2 separate regions of the Pan troglodytes genome follow, and region 1 is linked to region 2. The links are chromatin contacts, called in public Hi-C maps. All regions are on one chromosome and are shown on one strand. Each heading gives the region's core, a stretch centred on a gene start, on an enhancer-like site or on the middle of the called end of the contact. The rest is flanking DNA. Distances are from core to core; before and after follow the strand shown.

Region 1 (6,884 bases), core at 88-2,587, 400 kb after region 2:
CCCAAACCAGACCTGACAGCCGCTTGTCACCTCCCAGCCCCATCCCCGTACACACCCCGGCCATGGTGGTCAATCCCCAGGAGGCATCTTAGAGTCAGTCTCTGAGAAGACAGGGCAGAGGAGTCGAAGCCAGTGGGTCTGGCTGAGCACTGCCCAGCCTCAGCAGTCAGGCAGGTGGCCAGAGGGGCTTTGGTGGTGGACGGCAGTCCCTCCAACAGAAGGAGGCTGGAGCCATCTCGCCAGCACCAAGCAAAGCAGGAAGCATACTGATTCCCTGAAATCAGCCCCAGGACTTAGAGTGTGACAGAGAGGAGTGTGTATGCACGCACTGTGTGTCTTGTTCTGTTTTTGTTTTTCCAATTTGGGGATGTATTTGTGGTCTTACAAAAAAGAGTTAAGTCATATTTCCTTTTAGGTGGGATAAGTCATGTTTATAGAGCAGAACACAGTGAACTTGGGGCTGTTCCCCCCCAAAGCTAGAATGGGGTTCACTATGCTTGTCAAGGATACACTGGGCCATATGCACATGTTGTCTCATTGAGTCCTCAAAACAGGTGGCAGAAACTTGTGTCACTCATGTTAAGTCAGGGAAGTCAAAGCTCAGACAGGTAAAAATAGCCCAAGGTCACACAAAAACCCTGGCTGCATGCCAGTCCACTGCCTGGTGGGCTGGACCAGGGGAGCCTGAACCTAAGCCAGAGCCCTCCCGAGGTCCCTGCCCCGCCCCAGCCTCATTTTCCCAGTGGAGCGAACGAGGATGCTCAGAGCCACTTTTCTGAGGACGAAATCCATGCATTCATTCCAGAAGTAATTACTGGGCACAGTCTCTGTGCCTGGCTCTGTTCTGGGTGCTGGGGGTTCCGCAGTAAATAAGACAGCTCCTGCCCTCAGGCAGTCGGCATGGCAGGGGAGCTGGGCAAGGAACGATGGTGGAGTAGAGCAGGGGCCCTGCCTGTGAAGCCAAAGAGAAAGCAGAAGAGCCAAGTGAGGGCTGGGGCCCGTGGGGAGGGCCGCTGTGCTAGACAGGGCGGTGTGAGCAGAGAACCCACCCGGAGGAACCGGGGTCAGGAGCCACGTGGGGTCAGGGAGGAGCTCTCCTGCAGAGGGAGCAGCAGGTCTGGGGTCCCCGGGGGCCACCGCGCTTGGCCCGCGTGCTGGAGCCCGCTGGGCGCGGGGGCAGCCGGTTCAGAGAGAGCTAGAGCCTGAGGGCTGAAGGGCATGGGGGGGTGCCCTGGAGCGGAGGAGGGAGGCAGGGCGTCCTCTGGCCTGTGCCGTGGGCGCGGGGAGCACGGGTGTGCTCAGGAGGTGGAAAAGCGGCGGGATTCTGGGTAGGTTCCGGAGGGAGAGCCCACAGGCTCAGATGACCCCATATGGGGCAGAAGGGAGGGGGAAGGACGAAAAGGAGCCATGGAGGACTCCAAGGATTACGGCCCAAGAGACTGAAGGATGGAGTTTCCACTTCCCGCGACGAGACAGATGCCGGGGCGAGGGGCATGAGTTCGTGTCTGTGGGACGCGAGGTGGCGCGTGGGAGAACTGCCTGGAAGGAGCGAGGCGCCCCGGCCCTGCCCATGGTGCTGGCCAGGCTGGGCGCTAGCGCCACCGTGTGGCCTCTCCCAGCGGCGCCCGCCGCGCGCTCAAGCTCTCTCATTTGTGGAGCGTTGGCCTGGATCCCAGCAGGGGCGGGGCCGCTCCTGCAAGGGCCCTGGGAAGGGGCCGCCCAGCCAGGGGCATTCCTCAGCGCCCTGCAGGAACGCAGATGTGGAGGGCCCGGCCAGCCCCGAGCTGGGCAGGGGACTCTTGGCTTCCAGCATTCATGCACTGAGTGCCCAGGACGGGCCATTACCCCCACTGGGTCTCAACTTCCACATTAGTAAAGAGGATCTTTAGGAGCCCTCCCTGCTGGACATCAGGAGACGCTGGTCCTGACTCTCCTTCACTCCTAACACTACCCCTGTGACCTTCATCTGCAAAATGCTGACAATCCCACCCCAGCTACCTGCCTGCTGAGACTGGGGGGACAGGGTATCATGGGATGACAGGAGCTGAAGTTTATTGGGTACTTACTGTGTGCCAGACCCTCACAGTCCTCTGAACAGCCTCCTAGAGTGCTTTTATTGCTACCCAGTTTACAGATGAGGAAACCAGACACACAGAAAGTAAAGTATCCAACGTCACACAGCAAGGAAGTGGTAGTGCTGAGATTCAAACCCGACCATTCCCTGCTTCTTAGTGCAGCACATCATTTTTAAACTGTCAGCGTAATAATGCAAGGGCTGTAAACCTTAGTTCAGACTCAGCCACCAGCTCTCACTGGGTCATCTGTGCCTGGATTTTGCTGTATGTAAATGAGGGGCAGGGCCAGGTGAACGGGTGTTGAATTAGGCCCCTCCCAAAGTCCTAGGCAAGGGAGGTAAATGCCTGGGGCATAACTACAAAGTTCACCCCCATCCCCAGCCCTGCTGTCATCCTAATCCTTCATTCCTCCTCTGGTCTCATCACCCTGCCTCTAGCCTCAGGGGCCTCCTTTTGCCTGCCAGCCCCAGCTCCACCCCATAGCTTTTGACCTACATCCGGCTGAATGCCCACTTTTGTCCACTTTGGACATCTGACTGCTGCATATTGAGTGACTTGGAAGTGCTAGTTCCGGGCTTTCTGGCCCCGGGGCAGCTGGGCATGGTTGAGAGCCAAAGCCTAGCTGCCCCAGCGGCCTGAGTCAGTTTCTGTGCCAGCCCTCCTGGTCAGGTGGGTGCAGTACTGATATGTGTGAGCGATGGGGCTGGCTGGCCAGTTCAACCCACCTGTCAGCAACCTCACTCTGCAGACCAGAAACAGGTTCCAATGGTCTAGTGATGGGCCAGCGAACAGGCCAGATGTTAGCGGAGCTCTCCCCAGCGTCCGGATTGCTGTCCATTTCAGAGATGCCCAAACTAGACTCCTGACATGTTAGAGGTGACCCGACTGGTTGGGGTCATCCCAGAGGAATCAGACCAGGAGGCTAGTATTCCAGAGCCCTAACCCCCACTTTTAGACTCTATTCAATAACTCTGTCATTATTCTTATAGTCTGTTTAAGGAGTGCAAGTGACCTAAATGTCCAACAATATCTGAAACAAGTATCACAATTTTGTTTTTTGTTTACTCTTGTGAACAATTGCTTCCAAGTCACTCAACATGCAGCAGTCAGATGTCCAAAGTGGACAAAAGTGGGCATTCAGCCACATGTAGGTCGAAAACTATGGGGTGGAGCTGGGGCTGGCAGGCAATGGGAGGGCCCCGAGGCTAGAGGCAGCCTGGACTTCAAAAGGGCAGTGGCTCCTCAGATAAGAGCGTGGCTGGGATGGGGACCTGCTCTGCAGCCTGAGGCCAGCTTAGCCAAGCCGCCCACAGAGGCCAGAGTCCGCCACCTGCCAGATGCCATTGTGCCAGCCACCGGGAGTCTGGTCACCGTGGCAGATGTGTGTGTACACTGACCATGGATGGCTCTGTGCTGCTGGACCAGCCAGTGTGACTGCCCTGTCCTGGAATAACAGATTTCATCATTAATGTATTAATATGGTAGCTATAATTATTTTTAAGCCCTCAATATGTGCCAGGCCTTCATTTTACTCCTCCTAGAAAACCTGGTGAGGTGAGACCATCACATTCATTCGACAAAGGGGGAGACCAAGCAGAGCAAGGTGGTAAGTTGCCCATGGTGAAGCCAGCACTGAGATGCTAGTAAAACAAACAAACAAACAAACAAAGACTGTCTTCTTTGCTATGGCTCAATCCCAGCCCTACTGCTGTCTTCCATGGGCAAGTTACTTACTTTCTCTTACCTCAGTTTCCTCATCTGTAACATGAGGATGAGAACAGTACCAGCTTCACAGGATTCTCTGAGGTCTAAATGAATAAATATACCTAAAGTTCTCAGAACTGAACATTGCACATTCTAGGCATAAGGGAATTATTGTTCACTATTATTTACAAAGCGCTCCCATATCTGTTACGTTTCTTGGTTGTCCCAACAATCTTGTGCCCTTGCGATGGCTATTTTGCCCAGTCAGCAGGCAAGGAAACTGGGGCTCAGAGAGGAGCAGCCGTGTGGGCAGTGGGGCCAAGGCCCAACTGTGACCTTGGGTCTTCTGTGTTTGCCCTCAGGAACCAGTGACGACCTGTTCCAGGACTCGGAAGGACGAGAGGGTTCAGAGGCTGTGGAGGAGCACCAGTTTTCAGACCTGGAGGACTCGGACTCAGACTCAGACCTGGACGAAGACGAGGATGAGGATGAGGAGGAGAGCCAGGATGAGCTGTCCAGACCATCCTCAGAGGCGCCCCCGCCTGGCCCACCACATGCACTGCGGGCAGACTCCTCACCCATCCTGGGCCCTCAGCCCCCAGATGCCCCCGCCTCTGGCACGGAGGCTACACGAGGCAGCTCGGTCTCGGAAGCTGAGCGCCTGACAGCCAGCAGCTGCTCCATGTCCAGCCAGAGCATGCTGGGCCTCCCCCGGCTGGGACCGGCCCCTCTGGGCTCTGTGGAGAAAGACACAGGCTCAGCCTTGAGCTACAAGCCTGTGTCCCCAAGAAGACCGTGGTCCCCAAGCAAAGAAGCAGGCAGCCGTCCACCACTAGCCCGCAAACACTCGCTAACCAAAAACGACTCATCTCCCCAGCGATGCTCCCCGGCCCGAGAACCACAGGCCTCAGCCCCAAGCCCACCTGGCCTGCACGTGGACCCAGGAAGGGGCATGGGCCCTCTCCCTTGTGGGTCTCCAAGACTTCAGCTGTCTCCTCTCACCCTCTGCCCCCTGGGAAGAGAACTGGCCCCTCGAGCACATGTGCTCTCCAAACTCGAGGGTACCACCGACCCAGGCCTCCCCAGATACTCGCCCACCAGGAGATGGTCTCCAGGTCAGGCCGAGTCACCACCACGGTCAGCACCGCCAGGGAAGTGGGCCTTGGCTGGGCCGGGCAGCCCCTCAGCGGGGGAGCATGGCCCAGGCTTGGGGCTGGCCCCACGGGTTCTCTTCCCGCCCACGCCTCTACCTCACAAGCTCCTCAGCAGAAGCCCAGAGACCTGCGCCTCCCCGTGGGTGAGTTCCTGCCCCTGGTGGCTGGGCCGCTTCTCCCCTGTGGGTGCAGGGGTTGCAAGTTCACACCCTCCTGGGTATCACACCTGGAACTAAACAGCTCTGCCAGCTCAGTAGTTATTAATAATTTAGCAAACATTTATTAGGCACCTACTGTGCCATGCACCATGCTGGCTGCCCTAAATCAGCTGGCTTATTAAACTTTATTTTAGCCTCAGAAGGACAGAGCATGGACTCTGGAGTTCATGGGAAATGGGTTCTACCACGTATTAGTCCGTTCTTGTATTGCTATAAACAAATTCCTGAGACTGGGTAATTTATAATGAAAAGAGGTTGAATAGGCTCACAGTTCTTCAGGCTGTACAGGAAGCGTGGTGCCAGCATCTGCTCGGCTTCTGGGGAGGCCTCAAGCAGCTTTTACTCATGGCAGAAGGCAAAGCGGGAACAGGCATCTCACATGGCAGAGTGGAGGCAAGAGAGAGAGTTGGGGGAAAGGTGCCACACGCTCAAAATGCCAGATCTCCTGAGAAATCACTATCTGGAGGACAGTATCAGGCCCTGAGGGATCCGTCCCCATGACCCAAACACCTCCCACCAGGCCCACCTCTAACACTGGGGTTTACAATTCAACACGAGATTTGGGCGGGGACAAATATCCAAACGATATCATATCACTTGCAAGGGGTGTGGCCTTGGATGAGGTTGTAAATACTCGTGCAATTCCCCATCCCCCACCCCATCCCCATCTGCCTGTGTTCTTTGAGCAGATGGCACAACTTAACCAAAACCATCACCATCTCCAATATCACTGTCACCAGTGCCCTCAGAGACACCACAACCAATATCATCCTTGTCAACCATCAGCACTATCCCCATGGCCAGCACCACCACTGTCACCATTGCACCAACACACCACTGCTGCCACCCCATCAGCACAGTCACCATCCCTGTCCCCTCAGCTGCCATGACCCCTCCACTGATAGCACCATCATTGTCAGCTGACCACCTTCCGACACCTTCTCTGTCCCCGTGTTGCCATGACCCAGCCCTGTCACTCCTGGAGGAACACTGATCTAGGAATCTTTCCTTGATTTTTAATTTTGGGTTCACATTCAAATTCCTGGAGGTGGCAGAAGGGCAAAGAGCCTCAGGTGGGAACTCATGTCCAAGAGTGAAGCTGGGTGAAGACCATTTTAGGAACAGGAGAGGCAGCAGACCCACATAGAGGCCAGGCTCATGGGTGACAACAGGGCCCCACGTCACTCAAGTATCCCCTCCTTTGAAGACAGATATGCTGGCTAGAGGCATGGAGACCATGGGGCCTGAGCATACTCATGGTCACTGTCGAGCTGGAGATGGCCCATTCCAGAGATGGCAGCTGGCTCAGCATCTGTGGGCAGGGAGTCAGGAACTTGGTTCTGGGCTCAGCTCAGCCGGGACCCTGGACTCGCTCTGTGATCTTGGGCGAGTCCCCCTCCCACTTCCAGGCCTCGGCTCCCCATGTGCTCAGCATGTAACCTTCACCTTACCTTGTCTTGTTTTCTGACCCCAGCAGAAGGCCGAGTCCCGAAGTCCCTCCTGCTCACCCGGCCCTGCTCATCCTCTCTCCTCCCGACCCTTCGCCCTCCATGACTTCCACGGCCACATCCCGGCCCGGACAGAGGAGAACATCTTCAGCCACCTGCCTCTGCACTCCCAGCACTTGACCCGTGCCCCATGTCCCTTGATTCCCATCGGTGGGATCCAGATGGTGCAGGCCCGGCCAGGAGCCCACCCCACCCTGCTGCCAGGGCCCACCGCAGCCTGGGTCA
Region 2 (6,354 bases), core at 69-2,568:
TGACACATGAAATATGATAATTTTCTGCCAAAGGGCCCTGGAAGAGGGGAAGGAAGAGAGTGTGTGTGTGTCGCTGGGAGGGGTCCACACAGGAGCGCCTGTGATGAGGTGGGAGGGTGACAGTGCACTTGTTTTCACGGTTTGCCTGGCAGGACTAGGCAAGGGAGGGTATGGGCTGTGATGCTGGAGCGGCTGTAGGAGCGCCCCTGTAGCTCCCAAGGTGAGCCACTGCCGCTGCTCTTAGGCGGGAACCAGCGGAGGAGCAGACAGCGCCATGCTGGAGCTCTGGGGCTGGGGTGAAAAAGAAACTGTCAAAGACATTTGCCTTCTTATCACACGTGAGCAAGGTTAGGACTCTTGTTTCTTCTCAGCGCTACCTCTTTAAAAGCCAGAACAAAACTGCAGTAAACACCATCTGAGTGGCTGAAGTACTCGAAGAATAATTTTTTTCAAAAAAATTTAGGCTGGAGGTTGTCTCTCCCCCTACCCTGTTTTTCTACCTCCATACCTCCATGCTCACCCTTAAAAGAAAAGTGAAAAACAAAACAACAGAACTCAATAACAAAATCTTGAAGAAAGGCCTAAGTCTGAATCGTAAAGACTCTAACTAAGGTTCAGGTGGTAGTTCTGATTCCTGATTCTGGTTGAAAGAAAGTATGTCTTGGAATGCGATGTGGCTCTGGATTATGTTCGACTTTAGAAATAGTGCCAGAGCTATTCTTTGATTTGTGGACATGGACCCTGAGACTGCACAGCAAGGCAGGGCAGGGCAAGGAGTGCCCGTGTTGAGCTCTCAGGTGCAGAGACCCCACTCCCTTCAGCCACTGTTGAGGCTCCCTGGCCCCTGATCTGCAGCCAGAGGCTGGTGAGGTGTGACACGCTTGCTGACAAGAGTGCCCTGTCTCGTCTGACCCGTGAACATGGGTGTTCAGAAGTGAAGGATCATAGTGTTTACATAACGTGCCGATTAGTCACTGAGAAGCTCATCAGTGCAATAAATATTTATGACTTGCATTTGCATTTTTTCTCCACGTATATATATATAATGTGTGGATATATATGTGCATATATATGCACATATATTATACATATGTGCATATATATGCACATATATTATACATATGTGCATATATATGCACATATATTATACATATATGTTGTTTTTTAAAAAGCACCAATAAATGAAATCCTTATCACTGTGTGCAAGCCTACTGTGCCTTTAGGCATGGGACTGGCTTCCTGCGCTGGGAGTGACAGCTATTCCTAAGTGATAATTGGTGTACTGTGTCTTTAAAAGGTTAAAACCCCTTTCAAAAAAGGTCTGGACTCCTAGTGGAAAAGACAAGCGAGGCATGGGTTGGCTCTGGATTCAGAAAACAGCTGCTGATTAGATTCTGTGTCTGCAGGCTGAATTTATTCCGTGTTTTTCAGCAGCACGAATTCAAGAGGGATGCTTCTGTTTGGGTTTCTGATCGTGATTTATATTTATTCAGAGGAATAACAGAGGGTGGATCTGTTCCCGGCGCGAGCATGCTCACAACCAGCCGACTCTCCCATTATCCAACTGCCTAGTTTGGTGCTTCAATGTACATGGCTATTCCGTGTGCATATGTGTGTATACAAACACGCATGCATGCCTGGATGGACATACGTATGCACAGGTTATTTTTTAAGGACAATTCTTTCAATAAGGTCTTTACCCCTTACTTGAAACAGGTGTTCATGAAAAAAATGCACAAAATCCTGCCTGGCCGGAATAATTCATGAAGAAGGGGCTGGATCCGTGGGTCAGAGAACACAGGACCAGTTTGCCATCCCAAGGCCGAAGGTAGGGGACTCTGGGTTTTTATTCGGCGGATGGATTCCTTGCGCTGTATTTTACCTTGTGATTGTGTTTTCGCCTGAGGCCGCACCGAGAAGCAGAATAGCGAGCTGCGATTCCATTTTGTGTATGCCTTTCTTAGGCAAGGTGTCCGGCTGCCGAGACGCAGGGGCCGGCCGGGTGGGCTGCGCGTGGCGGCCAGTGCCCCCGGTGGGCTGAGCGCGCTGCTCGGCCTGGTGCTGGGGAGCGGCGCGAGCCTCAAGTGACCCCCGCGCGTCAATCACAGGCGGCGGCGGCGGCGGCGGCGGCGGGGCTGTAACCCTATGCGCGCCGTGCGCTCCAGCGCTGCTTGCAGCAGGCTCTGCTGGGCTCTGCACCCGCGCACTGGCGGCCGGCTCCATAGGAGCCTCGGCTGGGGGGCTTAGGCATCGTGTTCCGTGGCACCTGCGTTTTCTTGTGCTGCCTTGGCTGCTGCTCCGGATTGTTTAGGCGGACTGCAGTAGCCTGCTTGGTTGAGAGTGAGATTCGTATGATGCTGACTGCTGAGACAGAGGGGATAGCTTTCTTTTTCCCCCTTAATCCTAGCCCCCTGAAAATATTCCTAAAGCAAAATCATCTCCCAACCCCCAACCTGACCCAACCAAACCCAAACCAAACTCCTATTCTATAGGGGATTCTTGCCTCCCTGCTAGCAGAGAGAGTGTCCCCTCCAAGTTATGCCCCACATTTTACTATCTTTTAAATGGAAACACTGATGGTGCCGAATGGTCCCTAATGATATTGTCCAGGCTGCTGAGGACTCCTGAGTGTGGCAGTGGTGCAGAGGAACTTGGAGGCTCGGCATTGGTTTCCTTTAACGTAGCTGGTTTGGTTTCTGTTGCAGGTCAGGAATATTTCTGTGGCTAGGCCCTTCCTTGAACTTCGGGGGCAGTGGTTGCAGGAAGAGGGTCTGCAGATCTGGTCGCTGGGTGAGCAGCACCCTGGCCCTCTTTCTGGTATACGCTGACGTTTCTGGTAGCCCTTGGCATTGTAACCACAGCAGCCAGGTGCCCACTGGCTACCTGGAGTGCTTCGGTTTTGTTAACTCTGGTGTGCATTTTGGGTGTTACGGGGGGAGGGAAGAGGAAAGAGGGAGAATGAGGTGTTTGCTGAACTGATCTGCATGGCAGTGTTCTCCAGCCCATGTTTATGTGATTATGTAATGATCAGACGTGTGCCCAAACAGCTCCCCACCATCTCCTGGCTCTCCCCCAGACTGAAGAAGTTGGGTGCTACAGTTGTTTAAGACGTCTTTATGTAATTATGTGTATGCTGGGGGCAGGGAGAGAGTGGGGGCAAGGAGGAATAATTCTAGCAACTTAAATGTGAAGAACACAGGTCAGTGATCGTGTGTCCCTCTGAGGACAGTGTGGTATTAGCTCTGGGTCAGTGTTGATCTGAAGACCCTCCTGTGTCTCTTTCAGCCAGTAATTGCTTATCTGAAATTTCATTTGGTAATTTCACCCCTCTTTCACCCTGAAGACAGTTGGACCCAGGAGAAGGACCCCTGCAGGGCCTCCAGTTTCCCAATTCCAGGCAGAAAATGAATCCTGAAGCCAAGGTAATAGGCCAGGTCCCAGCTGTTCTTCATGGTCCTGCTGAGCAGCCAGTGTAGGGAGGAGTTCCTGTCCACTAGGGTGTCACTTGTGCTCTGGGGTTGGGCTATACTGTGGGGCTGAAGAATAGACCTCAGATGCCGTCTGAGCTGTTTGACATATGCTCTTTAAAGTTGTGATGGCTTGCAGAGGCTGGAGCCCCTTTACATAGTTGCATTTAAAGATTGTGGGAGTTTTTTGCAAGGAAGGTGGACAGCTGTCCAACTAAGACACCTGCAGGCAGGAGGAGAGGGTGTGTGTGACACTTAGCTCTCTGCTTCCTCTCCACTCCATCTAGTTAAGGCACCCACAGGATACAGAATTGTTAACAGGGGCCCTCCTGTCACACCCCTGAGCGCCTCAGCCTGGGGCTGTTGGGCAGATTTGTTAATTTGATGGCAAAGTCTGGCCCCTTAAGGCTAAGAGTGTTTTTTTGCCCTCAACACCCCAGTGGGTTTGCTTTGAGGGCCAACTACTACTGTGAACTCTGTGGCAGTGGATCAAGATGTGCTCAACTGGCACTATTGTTGAGCTGTCTCCGCCCATTGTGTTTAGTGGCAGCCACCCTCCTTGGAGTGGAGAAGTGTGTGCTGCCTTTGGGTCCTTGCCAAGTGAGCTGTTGAGACATTTAGTGTGTGAAAGGTACAGGCAAGAAGAAGATGCATTTAGTCTGAAGTCCTGGCAGGTTCTAGGACATGATTTGATGAAAGATAACATTAAGAAAGCTGTGTGACAACTGAATAGCATTTAACTTGTCTCTCACTCCCTACTCTGTGAATTCCCTAATGTCTTTAAGGCTCTTTTTTGCCCTCCATCCTGCCCATCAAGGAGTCCCTGACATGCTGTTCTCCATCCTGTTTCCTGTGGAGTCAAAGTGTATTTACAAATCTGCAGATGCACTGGGCGGGCAGGGCTGGAAAACACTGGCTGTATCAACAGGCAGCACTAGCATTCTGGGTCAGACTTGGCCAAAGCCCATGACCAATTTTCTTCCTTATCTGTAAAGTAGGTGTAACCATCATAACCTTACCAAGACCACTGAACTATCTTGAGAAGAAAAATGAGATACGTTTAGTAACATATGCTATATAGTTGATAGGTATTAGGATAATACCACAACAATCTGGAACTCACATTTACATAATTTCACTTATCCAGTTGGGACCTAGATGGCAAATCAAGAGAAAGGTCATAAGTCCATGAGCTACAGTTTATGAATTTTGATCATTGGAGGAAATTTTATACCCTCTTTCAGGCCTCTGCATTTACTTCAAGTTTTAAGAGGCTTGGTTATTAGTTTGTCAAATGCACCTAGCAAATTGGAAGCAACTGATACTGTACTGTGCAAGGATTATTAAAGCTCTTTTATCAAGTATCAGTAAGAAGTAAGAGTAAAAAACAGAAAAACTAAAAAAAATTTAAAAGGCACAAGAATTCAAGGCATGGAATTCTAAAGCTGATATGAGCATTTAATGTAAGCAATTCAGTGAAATTTTATGTATTTTGATGGATCTTTGGTACTCTGTTTTATAACATAGTAACTGATGCTCACAATGACCCACATGTATCCATAGAAGTTAAAATTATATTTTGTTCATCCAATTTAAAAAGACAGAGTTTTGAAGTATCCCCAAAAGATTTTTTTTTTTGCATGATTCTTAGAGAAAAAACTGCAACTATCCATGATAATGGCACCTGTGAGATTTCTGGATAGCCGGTGGCTTACTGGTCAAAATTATATTACAACTATAAAGCCCTGCTGTTGAAATTGAGAACTTTATGATCTTTTGTCAAAATTTATCAGGGAACTACTATGCTACTGTTATTATTAGTGGTTATGTTCTAACATTTAATACTAAAGAAAATACTCATGAACCTCAACCTGTCTTGTTATGATCAGGAAACACACTTAGAGTTGTTCCAACTTGATGACTTTAATTCTGGAGTTGGAAGAGACCTGGTGATGGAAAAGATGGAGCAGGAGAGGTAGACCCTACTGCTATCTGTTTCTTACATCTGTGTAGCAAATGTAGACTTACCACTACCCGGATGTTGTTCAAGCTGTCATGGCCACACCCTTATGGTAAACAATGGTGTTTTTTCAGTTCAGACATCGTGCTGAAAACTGGAAGGTGGCTGAGATACACGAGCAGTGCCAAACTTGGCCTGACCCTCTGACAATGTGTTCAGTTAAAATTTGCTCCAAAACAAAGGCAAGAGGAAAAACAAAAGTAGAGGAAAATAAATGTAGACCCTTTTAAAATAGTATTTTAAAAATTCAATACATATGTGGAAAACGTGAGGACCTAATTAAAAGTCATGGAAGAGTATTTCTCAGTTTCTAGATGTACATACATTCATTGTTTTGGTAACTTACTTGAAAAAATTCTTTAACTAAAAGAAACTGTCAGTAACAGGTTATTGAATATAATCACAAATACTCAGAACTCTCCAAAGGTTCCCTGTATCTAATTGTAATATGATGGAGAAAAGGTATTCCCTGAAGTCCCAGAGGGCTTGGAAGGCAGAGGAGGTGAGGCATGGTGGTGGGAAGTGACTGAACCACACTATCCAGAGGACTGCCCTGTTGGGAGGTTTCACAGTTGGAAATATGTGCTTGGGAGGCAGGACAACAATGGAAGTGGTGAGTACATGACTGATGGGTCTCCCCTCCTCATTACTAAGTGTTTTTGAAATGCCAGGTGCAGCTGGAATTCTTGTGGATAAAGGGGGAAGCTTTATATCTAAATATGAAGTAGGGGTGATCTGAAAATGCCCTTCAGATTTGGGGAGCAAAGCCAGGGAGAAGTATAGGGAAGCTAGTCTCAGAAATCTTGAGATCTCTGAGCATCGGTGGACCCTTGAATTGGGGTTTAGGATCAACTTTTTAAACATGTG

What was found. Hi-C and Micro-C count contacts between places; a contact is called where the count stands out from the background.
Region 1: a Hi-C map of stem cell-derived neural progenitor cells shows a contact between it and region 2, with 2.3 times the contacts expected there. The contact joins the enhancer-like site here to the promoter of HIVEP3 in region 2. A contact is called at or near these places in 1 of 7 Hi-C or Micro-C datasets (stem cell-derived neural progenitor cells) and 1 of 1 datasets of contacts at active chromatin or transcription factors (stem cell-derived excitatory neurons).

The regions. Positions count from the first base shown.
Region 1 is chr1:189,451,199-189,458,082 of NHGRI_mPanTro3-v2.0_pri, forward strand. HIVEP3 (HIVEP zinc finger 3) reads left to right here. Exons shown (of 9, transcript XM_054665933.2): 8 at 4,142-5,076; 9 at 6,626-6,884. Among named protein-coding and RNA genes, the nearest start is that of EDN2, 29 kb to the right of the region's middle. Within about 2 kb of position 1,338, at least 11 of the 24 cell types and tissues checked have an H3K27ac peak or open chromatin away from gene starts, as enhancers often do. A contact at or near this core is called in stem cell-derived neural progenitor cells, where this site is marked.
Region 2 is chr1:189,049,511-189,055,864 of NHGRI_mPanTro3-v2.0_pri, forward strand. HIVEP3 (HIVEP zinc finger 3) reads left to right here and starts at 1,319. Exons shown (of 9, transcript XM_054665933.2): 1 at 1,319-1,828.